2 separate regions of the Mus musculus genome follow, and region 2 is linked to region 1. The links are chromatin contacts, called in public promoter capture Hi-C maps. All regions are on one chromosome and are shown on one strand. The core of a region is the stretch at or near the end of the contact, and the rest is flanking DNA. Distances in the headings are between cores, read along the strand shown. Region 1 holds the start of Acta2 (actin, alpha 2, smooth muscle, aorta). Region 2 has its middle 4.6 kb from the start of Gm22082.

What was found. Promoter capture Hi-C pulls out the DNA fragments that hold promoters and counts their contacts.
Region 2: a promoter capture Hi-C map of hematopoietic stem and progenitor cells shows a contact between it and region 1. A contact is called at or near these places in 16 of 39 promoter capture datasets (the C10 cell line, the HPC-7 cell line, the SN4741 cell line and 10 more).

Annotation. Positions count from the first base shown.
Region 1 is chr19:34,251,721-34,258,170 of GRCm38.p6, forward strand. It overlaps Acta2 (actin, alpha 2, smooth muscle, aorta), which reads right to left and starts at 3,653. Exons shown (of 9, transcript NM_007392.3): 1 at 3,570-3,653; 2 at 705-856; 3 at 10-138. The coding sequence starts at 833. Gm31355 (a long non-coding RNA gene) reads right to left here. Exons shown (of 4, transcript XR_386664.1): 4 at 4,916-5,066.
Region 2 is chr19:34,797,523-34,803,972 of GRCm38.p6, forward strand. No RefSeq gene overlaps it. Among named protein-coding and RNA genes, the nearest start is that of Gm22082, 4.6 kb to the left of the region's middle.

The sequences.
Region 1 (6,450 bases), core at 2,403-4,902:
GGGTGGTACCTTTTCCATGTCGTCCCAGTTGGTGATGATGCCGTGTTCTATCGGATACTTCAGCGTCAGGATCCCTCTCTTGCTCTGGGCTTCATCCCCCACATAGCTGTCTTTTTGGCCCATTCCAACCATTACTCCCTAGAATGATTCAACATACCACAAGTCAGTGCTTTCCCGAAACGTGTGAATTGATGACTTCTGTAACAGCTGACACAATATAAAGTTACATTTAATAAGAGTGATTCCTTTCATCTAAGATCAAACTCTATGAGGGTGAGTAGCCAGCCAGGGCTTTCTTTTGTCTTAGTTTCTTCCCCCAAAGTGGTAATGGTGTACATAGGGACAGTTTATAACAACCACAGCTGCTGCTGCCACTCTAGTGAGAAAAATGACCACAGTGGCTGTGATCATGTAATCTTTCTGCCTGATACTTAAAATTGGCATTTATTCCTCAGTATTAATTATCACCAGTGTGATGTGTGTGATGTGATGTGTATGTGTGTGTGTGTGTGTGTGTGTGCGTGTGTGTGTGTGTGTGCACCTTGAACCACTAGGTTATATCCCAGACTATCACAGATATGTTTTTCATGAGGTTTTGTAAACTCTGGGTAGAAAGCAATACACAGTTGTGGGATACATGTAGACACAGAGGGATCTAGCCTAAAGTCTTGTCCTCTCCGCGTTCAATGTGAATTATGGCTCACCTGATGTCTGGGACGTCCCACGATGGATGGGAAAACAGCCCTGGGAGCATCATCACCAGCGAAGCCGGCCTTACAGAGCCCAGAGCCATTGTCGCACACCAGGGCTGTGCTGTCTTCCTCTTCACACATAGCTGGAGCAGCGTCTCAGGGTTCTGCAGAGACAGCGAGCGAGAAGCTACTGTAGCGCAGAGCATTTGGCTAGAGCCTAGTCACTCCCACCCACAGACAGGGTTCTTGGTCCTGTTGTGTTATTTTAGCTGGAGGCTCTCCACAGTTCTCAACTAACACCCTTTATCTTGAAATGCTTTCACTAGGCTGTAAAGCCTTTGATGATCCGAAACCCTGACTTCCAGGTTAACACCACAAGTCCTCAGCACAAAGAGCGGGAGTGTCACAGGCTCTTATAACACTCTCAAGCTGGTCAGAGCATTAGTGTGTGAATAGATCACAGAGCACAGATGAGAGATGCAGTGTAGAGAGCAGAGTTCTATAGGGACATATATATATAGTCCCCCCCCCCCCCACCAAAGGTAGATTTTCAAGGAATGGGCAGCATGTGAGAATTTGAAAATGTTAAAATGTTTACTCATATTAAATGTTTAAAAGAGAAAACTTTTGGCTCTAAAGACTTGTGAGCCGGTGAGGTATTAAATATGAATCAAGGCTGGGTGTGATGATGTACACCTATGATCCTAGCACTTGGGAGGCTGAGGCAGGAGGATCACAAGTTAAGGAGCTGGTCTAATATGGAAACTTGGATAGAAATTTCCAAATATGGTGTTTGAAATTTTACGAGTTATAACATTTCTTCATTTATTAAAGTCACTGTTAAGCTGAAAACCCAACAGGTTGCTGAGAGCTATTCTTGTTTAAGACTAATAAGTTACAGAAAGAGACAGAATATGACCTTAATAAAATGTGAGTTGTTCCTCTACCCCCAAAGCTTACTTATTCTGTCCAAAATGTTTACTAGGATTCTTTTGAAGTGGCAAGCATCAGCTTTTGTAGATTTTTTTTCTTCCCTGAGCTCTGGTATCTTCTTCTAAGCTTGATTAACTGAGTATATACCCCTTAGGGTTGTTTTAACAACAATTTAAGGAATTGACATTTAAGCTTGGATTTTTGAGAGCTTCAAAGGACATCCAGAGTGTTGTACAAGCATTGCACGTGGATATCATCAAGTAACTATTATCCCTACCCAAAGATTCTGTTTGCGATCTTGGTTTTCTTTCAACCCTGTCCTCAAGATCAGAGTGAAATCTTCAATGTGTTCCCCTTGCAAGAATGGGAAAATGGGTTTCTTCAGCAGTTTGCTCTTTCCTCTTTCCACTATGCCTTTCCTTTCAGACTCTGAATTATACTTAGCTTCCTTTCCAGTGGATGATAAGGACTCAGAAGAAAGTTTCAAACCACAAGGAGGCACAGAAGCCAGGTGACTGGCAGAGGCAGAAACCACCAAAGGACCAGCAGAGAGTCTGTGTGTCCACTAAGCCTGTTTTCCATACTTAGCACCAGGGCTGCAAATGGGATAAGCCACTTGGAATTAGGATACCCTCTGAAAATGGGGAAGGATAACCCACATAAACTTTTTGTTGGGCAGGATGGCTTAAGGTTGTGCCTTAGTATATTCAGAAAAATAAGCTACCTGGTTTTTAAAAAAATGCAGGAAAAAATACTGTCAAATTCCGTAAAGATGTATTTCTATTTCATCAAAAATATCCAGGAAAAAATTGTCTTATTAAGCTCTGAAAGGAGCGTTGTCACTGGAGAAGAAGTCTGTGTGTTTCCAGAGGACGCAGCCGCTGTGGTTTGCAACTCTTATCTAACCTGAATGAGCAGCTCGGTTTGAAGCGGGGAGCATTTCCTAATTAGGTAAAACACACTGGGCTCCAGCCTCTGCTTTTGGAACTGCACCGGGGCGGGGAGTTTGGTGCAGCCCAGTGGAGCTCATCTGGTGCCAAAAATGAATTGTTGGGGGGAGGGGGGAGGGGAGGAAAGGACAGTACCCTTCCCAGCTTATGAGTCTCAAATGCAAACCATATTTAGTCATGAATCACAAAACAGGAGGAAAATCTTATCGAGAAAACTCCATTCCCTGATGAAGCTACCGAGCCCTGAGTTACAATGTGGGGTGGCAAGGCTGGTTCCACAGATACTTAAGCGGCTGAGGGACACGTGAGGCAGAGAAATGCAAATCAGATCTCCCCTGGATGAGACACTTCCTCCTTTCTTTGCAGAAAGTAGAAAAGCTATGCTATGCTGCAAATGACCAATGGCATAGGTCTGACTTGTAAGGGCACCAACACACTCACAAGATACACATTTCCAGCATAGGACACCAGCTCTTAGAGCCCCGGAAACCCAGAAGCAATGCGTCCACTCAGCCAACATCAGAGAGCAGGCAACTACCTCAGTTCATTCCTGATATTCACTTCCAGTTACCTCAGCTGCACTAAATACCTCATGCTACATCATGATACATCCAAAAGTTTCCAACTTTTGCCTAAGTAGAAACAAACGTATAATTTACCACATACAGCTAGACTCCACCCCTACAGTACGCTGCGGGATCAGAGCAGTTGGTTTAGTGTAAACAGGTTTTGCAGATGACACACATGAACAAACTTTAATTTTCTATCCATTTCCTTTTCCAGTAAATCAAGCGTTGTTTCCAGTAAATCAGCCCTATTCGGATGTAAAATCATGCAAGCTAAAAAGCTACAATCATTTTAACAGTATAAATCTTTATTCAAAAATTCAAAACACGTGAGTCATTCAGATTCCCACAGACAATGTCTGGCTACATTGGATGATAAAAGAGCCTGGGAAAACTCGAAGTCATATCCCTGGGCTGGGGCTACTTACCCTGACAGCGACTGGCTGGGCTTCTCCACTCTGGGTGGGTGGTGTCCCGGGAGGCTGAACGCTGAAGGGTTATATAGCCCCTTGCTCTGATCCCCTCCCACTCGCTTCCCAAACAAGGAGCAAAGACGGGCTGAAGCTGGCCGTTCACTCTAACACAACCATATAGGGACCTCAGCACAAAACTCTCTAATCTGGGTGGCCAGAGGCCTGGGTCTCTTCCACTGCATTCCTCTGTTCTGCTCCCGAAACAGGAGGCAGCTCAGCTGCTTATGGGGATAAACATCCTAAGCCCTCAGAACAACTGCTCAAATGCCCAGACACTGGGCTAGTGTCATGGGACAGACGCAGGCACGGTTTGCACATTCCTCAGAAGATGCCAGCCCCTGTCTGGCTAGTCTTTTGGGCCATTAGCTGAGGACTTGGATAAGGAAGGGCCTGTCTCTGACTAGCTGCGATTTTTAAGCAACACTGTTGCAAAAGGTAGCCTAGATCAAAAGATGCTTCGAGTCACCCATAAATATGCAGAGGAGTCATGTTTTTATGGAAGCTACATTGTACTTATACATTGTGTCTTTGTGTTGTAGTAATGAAACCAGGAACTGAAGTATGTAGTGAGGATTAACCAGCCTGTGTTGCCCAAAGAGTAACTTAGAAGTCAGAATCACTGTAACTGCTTTAACCCTTAACATTCCGCATGTTGCTGGCTTTTTACTGACCCTTAACAGCATGATTAAGGACCATCCTTTGCCCACAGAGATCACCAGTCACCCTGTCATAAAAAAATAAAAAAAAAAAACTTTGTAAAAGAAATTTGAAATGTTGAAATGAAGCCTGCTCACTCTCCTCCATGACTATGAGCCCACTGGACAGAAACAGAGATCAAGTGACCTCAAGTGACCCTATCATTCTTCAAAGGCATCAGATCGTTGGCTTTGATGGACAGTCAGTGACTTTACATTTCTGTACTTTCCTCCTGCAAGCCAAGGTTCTGATTCCATTCACGATAGAGATATTTTGGATGGATTCTGGGAGTGCTTCTGAACTGTGCACATGTTAGGGAAACCCCAGGGTGAATGGCAGCAGCTGTCCACTCACGCTCCCACGGCTCATGCACTTGTTTTATGGTGTCCACCTGAGCGCATGCATAGTTTTCTTTGAGAAATTACACTGGTGACTCTTAGGAGAATCTAATAGTTGCTAAACAATGATGTGGTTTCTTTGTGTTGCTCAAGAGTTTTCTACTCTGTATCTGGTTTCTATCGACTAAGAAATACATTGTCTGCTCAAATACAGAGATCGCATAGTATAAGACAGAGTAGGACATTTATGATTAATCCAATGGGTCCTTATCATAGGCATCGTGTAAAGCAAAATTCCATGTTTTGCTTTGGTTTTGGTTTTGGTTTTTACTTTAGTCCCAGGCACGGATCTCTGTGTTGATGTCTTGCTTCAGGAGTGTTAGAGTGTTGTCTTGGTCACTTCACGAGCTGGCAATTCCTTTAAAAGACAAGAAAAGAGCTTTGATAATATTATAACTTTTTTTGTTTATAGTGGTTGTCTTTTTCAGTAATCAGAATATTAATACATGAATAAGGTTTAAGTTTTCTTGTTTTGTTTTTGTTTTTTAAGAATTAGAAAAAGCAATTTGAAGTTACCAAGGAGGATTTGCTCATTTTTTTTCTAAGCAAGTAATTAATGGTCTTGCTGTATGAGTTTGAGATTTTATATCCAACTCACGTCTCTTCCGTGAGAGAAAGCCCCATTGGATAAGTGTGTACAAATATACAAGCAGAGTTCCATCCAGTGCTTAGATAACTCCCAGAGTTGGCAGCCATGAATGCAAGGAGTTATGGACTGATTAGAGGGAGCACATCTGGTCATTTGGTTGCAGTTCAGGGAAACTATAAAATAAATCCAAGCTATAAGCACTCATTCAAGAGTCATCTCCAGTTGCATTGCTCCAAGATATCACAGAATGTCTTGGTAATGTGATTTAGTGATGATTTACAGTACAGCCCTTGAGAATTGGAGACCATTTTAGTCCTCACTGGGACCCAGTCCAGAGCTGACTTAGCATGGTATTGCTGAGTTAGCACTGGTACTTACTGGAATGCCCAGCATCAGCAATGCCTGATGCAGTAGCCACTAGACACATGCAACTACTGACCACTCAAATGTGTAGAGTTGACATTTCTATTTCATTTCATCTTTGCTTTGGTATGTATGTGGGGTGTGCATGCCTTTGTATGTATATTCACATGTGCAGGGGCACATGCTTGTGCATATGTAGGTCTGTGAAAGCCAGGGGGTGATAGGGTTTATACTGCTTGTCTCCATGTGATCTATTAGACAGGATCTCTCACTTGAACCCAGTGCTTACTGATTTGGCTCACCTAGCTAGCCAGTCAGCTCCAGCCAACGCATATCTGCCAGGTTTTTATGTGGATTTGGGGGACCAGAGTTCCAGTCCTGATGTTTGTACAGCATGCATTGTACCCATTGGGACATCTCTCCTCAACCTCATTTCATTTCATCGATATTAAATTTCAGTTCGGATAGACTACCATATTAGAAATCACAGGTATTGTAAGTTTTAAACATGATTACAACTAAATTACCCAAAAGGCTTAACAAATTCCAATGTTCAGACTGCTAGTAGGTCAGCTAAAAGAGAATATTGACCCCAGAACCCATATTATAATTCATTGCCCAGGATGAAAATGTTTACAGTACCCTAAATACCTCTGAGCAAAGCTTATAGCCTGTCTGCATCAGAATCCATAGGACACTGTGTTGGTTATTTATAAAGCTAGAACCATTTACCTTAATAGCCCCCTGAATCATAACTTAAACCTTTCAGTTGAAGATATATTTTTGATTT
Region 2 (6,450 bases), core at 1,324-3,823, 540 kb after region 1:
GTCAGAACCCATAAGAGTTGAATGCAGAAACCTTCTTCCCTTGCTGACACTCTCCGCAGGGCTTTTCAACTTTTACTTTATTTTTTATGGGGATGGCTGAGGCATTCAGAGCTGAGCATTCAGAGCTGAGCACTTACCAGGTTTCCAGTGTGAAGACAACTCTTGTTAGATTACTCAGATCATATCATGTAAGCTAATGATTTTCTTATTGATGTACATTCATTCTTTTTTTCTTTTATTGGATATTTTCTTTATTTACATTTCAAATGTTTTTCCCTTTCCAGGTCTCCCCTCCAGGACCTCCCATCCCATTCCCACTCCCCCTGCCTCTATGAGGGTACTCCTCCACCCACCTACCCACTTCCCACCCTGTCATTTCCCTACAATGGGGCATCGAACCCCCTAAGGACCAAGGGCTACTCCTCCCACTGATGTCCAACAACACATACACAGTCAGAGCCATGGGTCCCTCTCCATATGTACTCTTTGCTTAGTGGTCCAGTCCCCAGGAGCTCCCGGGGTGGGGAGTGGCTGGTGGGTTGACATTGTTGCTCCCCCATCCCATGGGGCTGCAAACCTCCTCAGCACCTTCAGTACCTTCTCCAACTCCTCCATCGGGGACCCTGCGTTCAGTCCAATGGTTGGCTGCAAACATCTGCCTCAACTTTTATTTACAAAATTTGAACATTAGAAAACTCGGATGAGCATAGTTTCCCTACTCTTACTTGACAGCTCTTCTTTGGCAGAAGCCGTTAGCATGGTTTTGCAACTTACCCCTTGGTGATAAAAATCTGCTTCTCCTAAGTTGAAGTGTGAAACATTTATCATTTTCAATATGTTTAGCAAGACTGGGCCAATCAGCAAATGCTGACACTTATATATATGTAGCGGTTATTTGATGATTAACACTATGGAGGGATTGGGAACAAAACACCCATGGAAGGAATTACAGAGACACAATTTGGAGCTGAGATGAAAGGATGGACCATCTAGAGACTGCAATATCTGGGAATCCATCCCATAATCAGCCTCCAAACGCTGACACCATTGCATACACTAGCAAGATTTTGCTGAAAGGACCCAGATAGAGCTGTCTCTTGTGAGACTATGCCGGGGCCTAGCAAACACAGAAGTGGATGCTCACAGTCAGCTATTGGATGGATCACAGGGTCACCAATGGAGGAGCTAGAGAAAGTAACCAAGGAGCTAAAGGGATCTGCAACTCTATAGGTGGAACAACAATATGAACTACCCCGTACCCCCCGGAGCTCGTGTCTCTAGCTGCATATGTATCAGAAGATGGCCTAGTTGGCCATCAGTGGAAAGAGAGGCCCATTGGTTGTGCAAACTTTATCTGCCTCACTACAGGGGAACGCCAGGGCCAAGAAGTGGGAGTGGGTGGGTGGGGGAGCGGGTAGGGAACTTTTGGGATAGCATTGGAAATGTAAATAAAATAAATACCTAATTAAAAAAACAAAAGAAAAAAAACTATATCATCGAGTTTGCATGGCAACATATTTAGGATTTCTGTGGCATTCCCAAACTATACAAAGTCTGGAACTTTTAACAAGACAGATATTGATTAAGGAGTTTGCTCAGTCCATAAAATGTTTGTCACATAAGCATGAAGACCTGAGTTCGAGTCCCCATCACACACATGAAAAGCTGGATGAGGCACTATGCCACTATAATCCCAGAGCTGGAGGGTGTGTGAGTGTGTGTCTGTGTATGTGTCTGTGTGTGTGTGTGTGTGTGTGTGTGTGTGTGTGTGTGTGTGTGTGTGCAGAAATAGGAAGATCCTTAAGACATTCTGGCTAGCCTTCCTAAACTAATTAGGCAAGTTCCAGCCCAAAAGGAGACCTGTCTCAAAAGGTATGGTAAAGAGCAATTGAGGAAGATGCCTGATGTCTGTCTCACTCCTTACTGACCACCCCGCTCCTGTGCATGCACATCTGTGTACACATGAGCACACATACAAATCTGGGGAGCTGGCTGTGTAACTCGATGGTACAGTTGCTCTTAATATACTCTGTGCCTCATCCAAGCCCTGGGAACATGCATCCCCCTCCCAGTTTCAAATCTTAATGCCATGTTCCCTTTTAAAAAGATTAATTTCAATGTTTATGTAAAGTCATATTATTATGATGTCTCTACTGATGATCACTAAATAACCACAGATAAAATTATCCTTAAAATCATCTGAGCTCAAGCTTGACGATGGATGTGGATCCTCACAGCTGGACTTGGCCAAGACAATCCTCATGTTTATTTCATGAGCACAAAGGACTGTTTGGAGCCAATGTAGTCAAATGTGAAGTTCAAAACACAGGCTAAAGTACACAAAGGACCGCACAATTACTTACACATTCTGGGCAGAGGAAACAGAACTTAGCTGTTGTAGACAACCATCTATTTGCTCTGCTGTTTTCAAAAACTCTCTCTCTCTCTCTCTCTCTCTCTCTCTCTCTCTCTCTCTCTGTGTGTGTGTGTGTGTGTGTGTGTGTGTGTGTGTGTGTGTGTGTGTGTGCAGGCGTGGGGGGCAGGGAGCTGTAGATAGATAATTGACTCACTTCCCCATTTCCTTCTGCCTGTCTAAACATTTCGAACTTAGCTGCTTGCTGTCAGAACTCAAGCAGACGTCAGGAGAATGACTGCTCATTTTAGAATTTAGAATCTAATATAAATAGTAATCGAACCCCAAAGGAGGATGTCTAAGAGTGCTGAACTTAAAATTCATGAGGGTGTTGACTTATCTAATTTCAGCCCATGAACTTACAGAATTTAATACAAAACCACTCCCATCTTATAGTCAAAATAATGTGCTGTTTAAGTAACTATTCAGCTATTACATTTGAAAACATGCCCTTCATCAGGTGTGGTGGTATACACCTTTAATGTCAGCCCAAGGGAGGCAGAGACAGGCACAACTCTAAACTCAAAGCCAGTGAAGAACCAGCCTGCCTCCAACTTAGGCTTAAAAGTCATCTTACAGTAAAGACAAGCTGGGTTTATTCCTATTTATGCATAAACTTATGGTTTTGAAGAATTGGGCTATGCCTGTAACCATAACTACAAATGATTCTGTACTTCACATTTCAGGAATGGCAAGCATGTCTTTGTTTCAAAAAGCTGTAATCATAGGTGGTCATACAACCTTTTAAACAAAAGTAGGGTTGCAAGATGGTTATAAACAACTTTTGAAACAAAGACATGATTGCCATTCCTAGAACAGGCAGTACAGAACCACCTATATAGATGTGTGTGTGTGTGTGTGTGTGTGTGTGTGTGTGTGTGTGTGTACATGCTTTGAGTAAACTAGTTCTAGTATAAATTATACATCTGACTCTTCTCCTGTTTGCTCTTTCTTGCCAGCACAGCTGGAGGAACCTACTTCTTCAGAATTACAGCTTATACGGATGAAATGCCTAGCCTCATGGGACTGAGCAACTACTAGATCCTTGGATTTCCCATTCACAGCTGCCTATTGTTGGGTTAGTTGGGCTGCAGACTCCTCCTTCTGGTCTGGGCCAGTGCCCTGAGCAGACCTAAGTTGTGAACTCCGTAGCAAGTCCCACAATACCCAGAGGAAGATCCACTCCCAGGTGGTCTAACACTCCCAGGATCATAGGATCAGAGATGAGAAGGACACAACACCTGCCCCAACACTGGAAGTAATTGGGACCAGCAGGACCCAGGCACCCAGGAATTCCACCCGACCAGTGGTACAGGTTCCTTCCGGTCTGAGCAGACCTTAGGTGTGAACTCTGCAGCCAGTCTCACAACTCCCAGGAAAAGCTCCACTCCCAGGCACTCTAACAAGCCCAGGATCCCAGGATCCCAGGAGCTTGGTCACACCAGGATCTCAGGGTCCAGGGGCAAACTGACTCCCAGGAGCTCTGACACACCCACGATCTCAGGATCCCAGAATCACAGGATCACAGAGACAGCTGAACTCTGAAGAGTTCTGACACAACCAGGATCACAGGAAGGACAGGCTCCAGTCAGATATACCAAGGGCAGGTAGCACTAGAGATAATCAGATGGCAGGAGGCAAGCATAAGAACATAAGCAACAGAAACCAAGGTTACTTGGCATCATCAGAACCCAATTCTCCTACCATAGCAAGTCCTGGATACACCATCACACCGGAATAGCAAGATTCAGGTCTAAAATCACTTCTCATGATGGTGATAAGAAGGACATAAATAACTCCCTTAAAGAAATACAGGAAAACACAGGTAAACAGCTAGAAGCCCTTAAAGAGGAAACACAAAAATCTCTTAAAGAATTACAGGAAAACACAATCAGTCAGGAGAAGGAAATGAACAAACCATCTAAGATCTAAAAATGGAAATATAAACAATAAAGAAATCACAAAGGGAGACAATCCTAGAGTTAGAAAACCTAGGAAAGCAATCAGGAGTCATAGATGCAAGCATCACCAACAGAATACAAAAGATAGAAGAGAGAAGAACCTCAGGCATAGAAGATACCATAGAAAACATTGACATAACAGTCAAAGAAAATGTAAAAAGCAAAAAGCTCCTAACCCAAAATATCCAGGAAATCCAGGACACAAAACACCAAATGCACTAAACAAAGAAAGAATATTAAAAGCAGTAAGTCAAAAAGATCAAGTAACATAAAGACTTCTCACCAGAGACTATGAAAGCTAGAAGATCAAGGACAGATGTCATACTGACGCTAAGAGAACACAAATGCCAGGCCAGGCTACTACCACAAAACTCTCAATTCCCATAGATGAAGAAATCAAGATATTTCATGACAAAACCAAATGTACACAATATCTTTTCATAAATCCAGCCCTTCAAAGGATAATAGAAGAAAAACCCCAACAAAGAAGGGAAACTACACCCTAAAAAAAAGCAAGAAAGTAATCTATCAACAAACCCAAAAGAAGATAGCACGCAAATATAATTCTACCTCTAACAACAAAGATAACAGGAAGTAACAATCACTTTTCCTTAATATCTCTTAACATCAATAGGCTCAATTCCTCAAAAAAGACATAGACTAACAGACTGGATACGTAAACAGGGCCCAGCAATTTGCTGCATACAGGAAACGCACCTCAGTGACAAAGACAGACACTACCTCAGAATAAAAGGTTGGAAAGCAATTTTCCAAGCAAATGGTCCCAAGAAACAAGCTGGAGTAGCCATTCTAATAGCAAATAAAATCAACTCTCAACCAAAAGTTATCAAAAAAAAAAAAAAAAAAAGATAAGGAAGGACACTTCATATTGGTCAAAGGAAAAATATACCAAGATGAACTCTCAATTCTGAACATCTATGCTCCAAATGCAAAGTCACCCACATTCATAAGAGAAACTTTACTAAAGCTCAAAGCACACATCACACCCCACACAATAATAGTGGGAGACTGCAACACCCCACCATGCCTTTTGCACAAATATTACAGCTTTCAGTTTAGTATTTTTATGGGGACTCCTGAGTGTGTGAATGGGTGGGTCTCTGATTCTTGTATCTTCCCTTGGGGCTCTTTTCCTTCTCTTGGCTTGCCTTGTCCAACTTTGATGTGATGTTTGTTGTTTTATCTTATTTTGTTATGGTTTGTTGTTATCTCTTAGAAGCCTGTTCTTTTCTAGTGAGACACAGAAAGGGAGTGGATCAGGATGGGAGAGGAAGTGGGGAGGAACTGGGAGAGATAGAGGGAGGTGAAACTGTATCAGGGTATAGTATATGAGAAAATAATTTACTTTAATAAAAGTGGGGATGGGGATCACTGATTGATAACTCCAAGATCTGTTTTAGCCAAGCCTGGTTGCAGTATTTGATTTCTCGGACTTCTCCTTCCTTCTTGTTTCTGGGAAGGTCTTGCAATCTTTTAAAAGCTACCCAGGAAGAACTGAGTAATAGAGACAGAGATAAAGATCCTGTAGTGTGAAGAATTATGCCAATTTGGCTAGGACTTGACCTGTGTTTACCTCCACCCTACAAAGTCTCCATGGCTTATTCACTACAGTTACAGAATGTTTTGAATCTCCTGGAAACTAGTTAACCATGAAGAGTAAAGGAGAGCGTGTTCTCCCTTTTAATCCATTTAACCAGGTTAGTATAGCCTCCAAGTACGGTTGTGTAACAAGCCCCAGACCTTAGCACACTGGACAGCATATTCATGCTACCATTCTGATCTTAAAACCCAGAACGTAGGTTCCAGCAACAAAGACCTAATCCATCAAAGATCTAGTCCGTATTCCAGGGAATGTACTAACCTTGCTTTCTGATTTCTGCAGTTCTGCTCCTTGCTAACTGAAGAGTGACAACCAGGATGTGAGTTTTGTGCATGAAGAACAAAGGGCCCATAAGGCTCAGGGCTGCATGATTTTTGAGCGAGTTTCCCATGCAGCCACTGGCCAGCAATACTTTCCTTTTGGCTTTAAGAATGTCCGAGTGGTAGCGTCTGGTG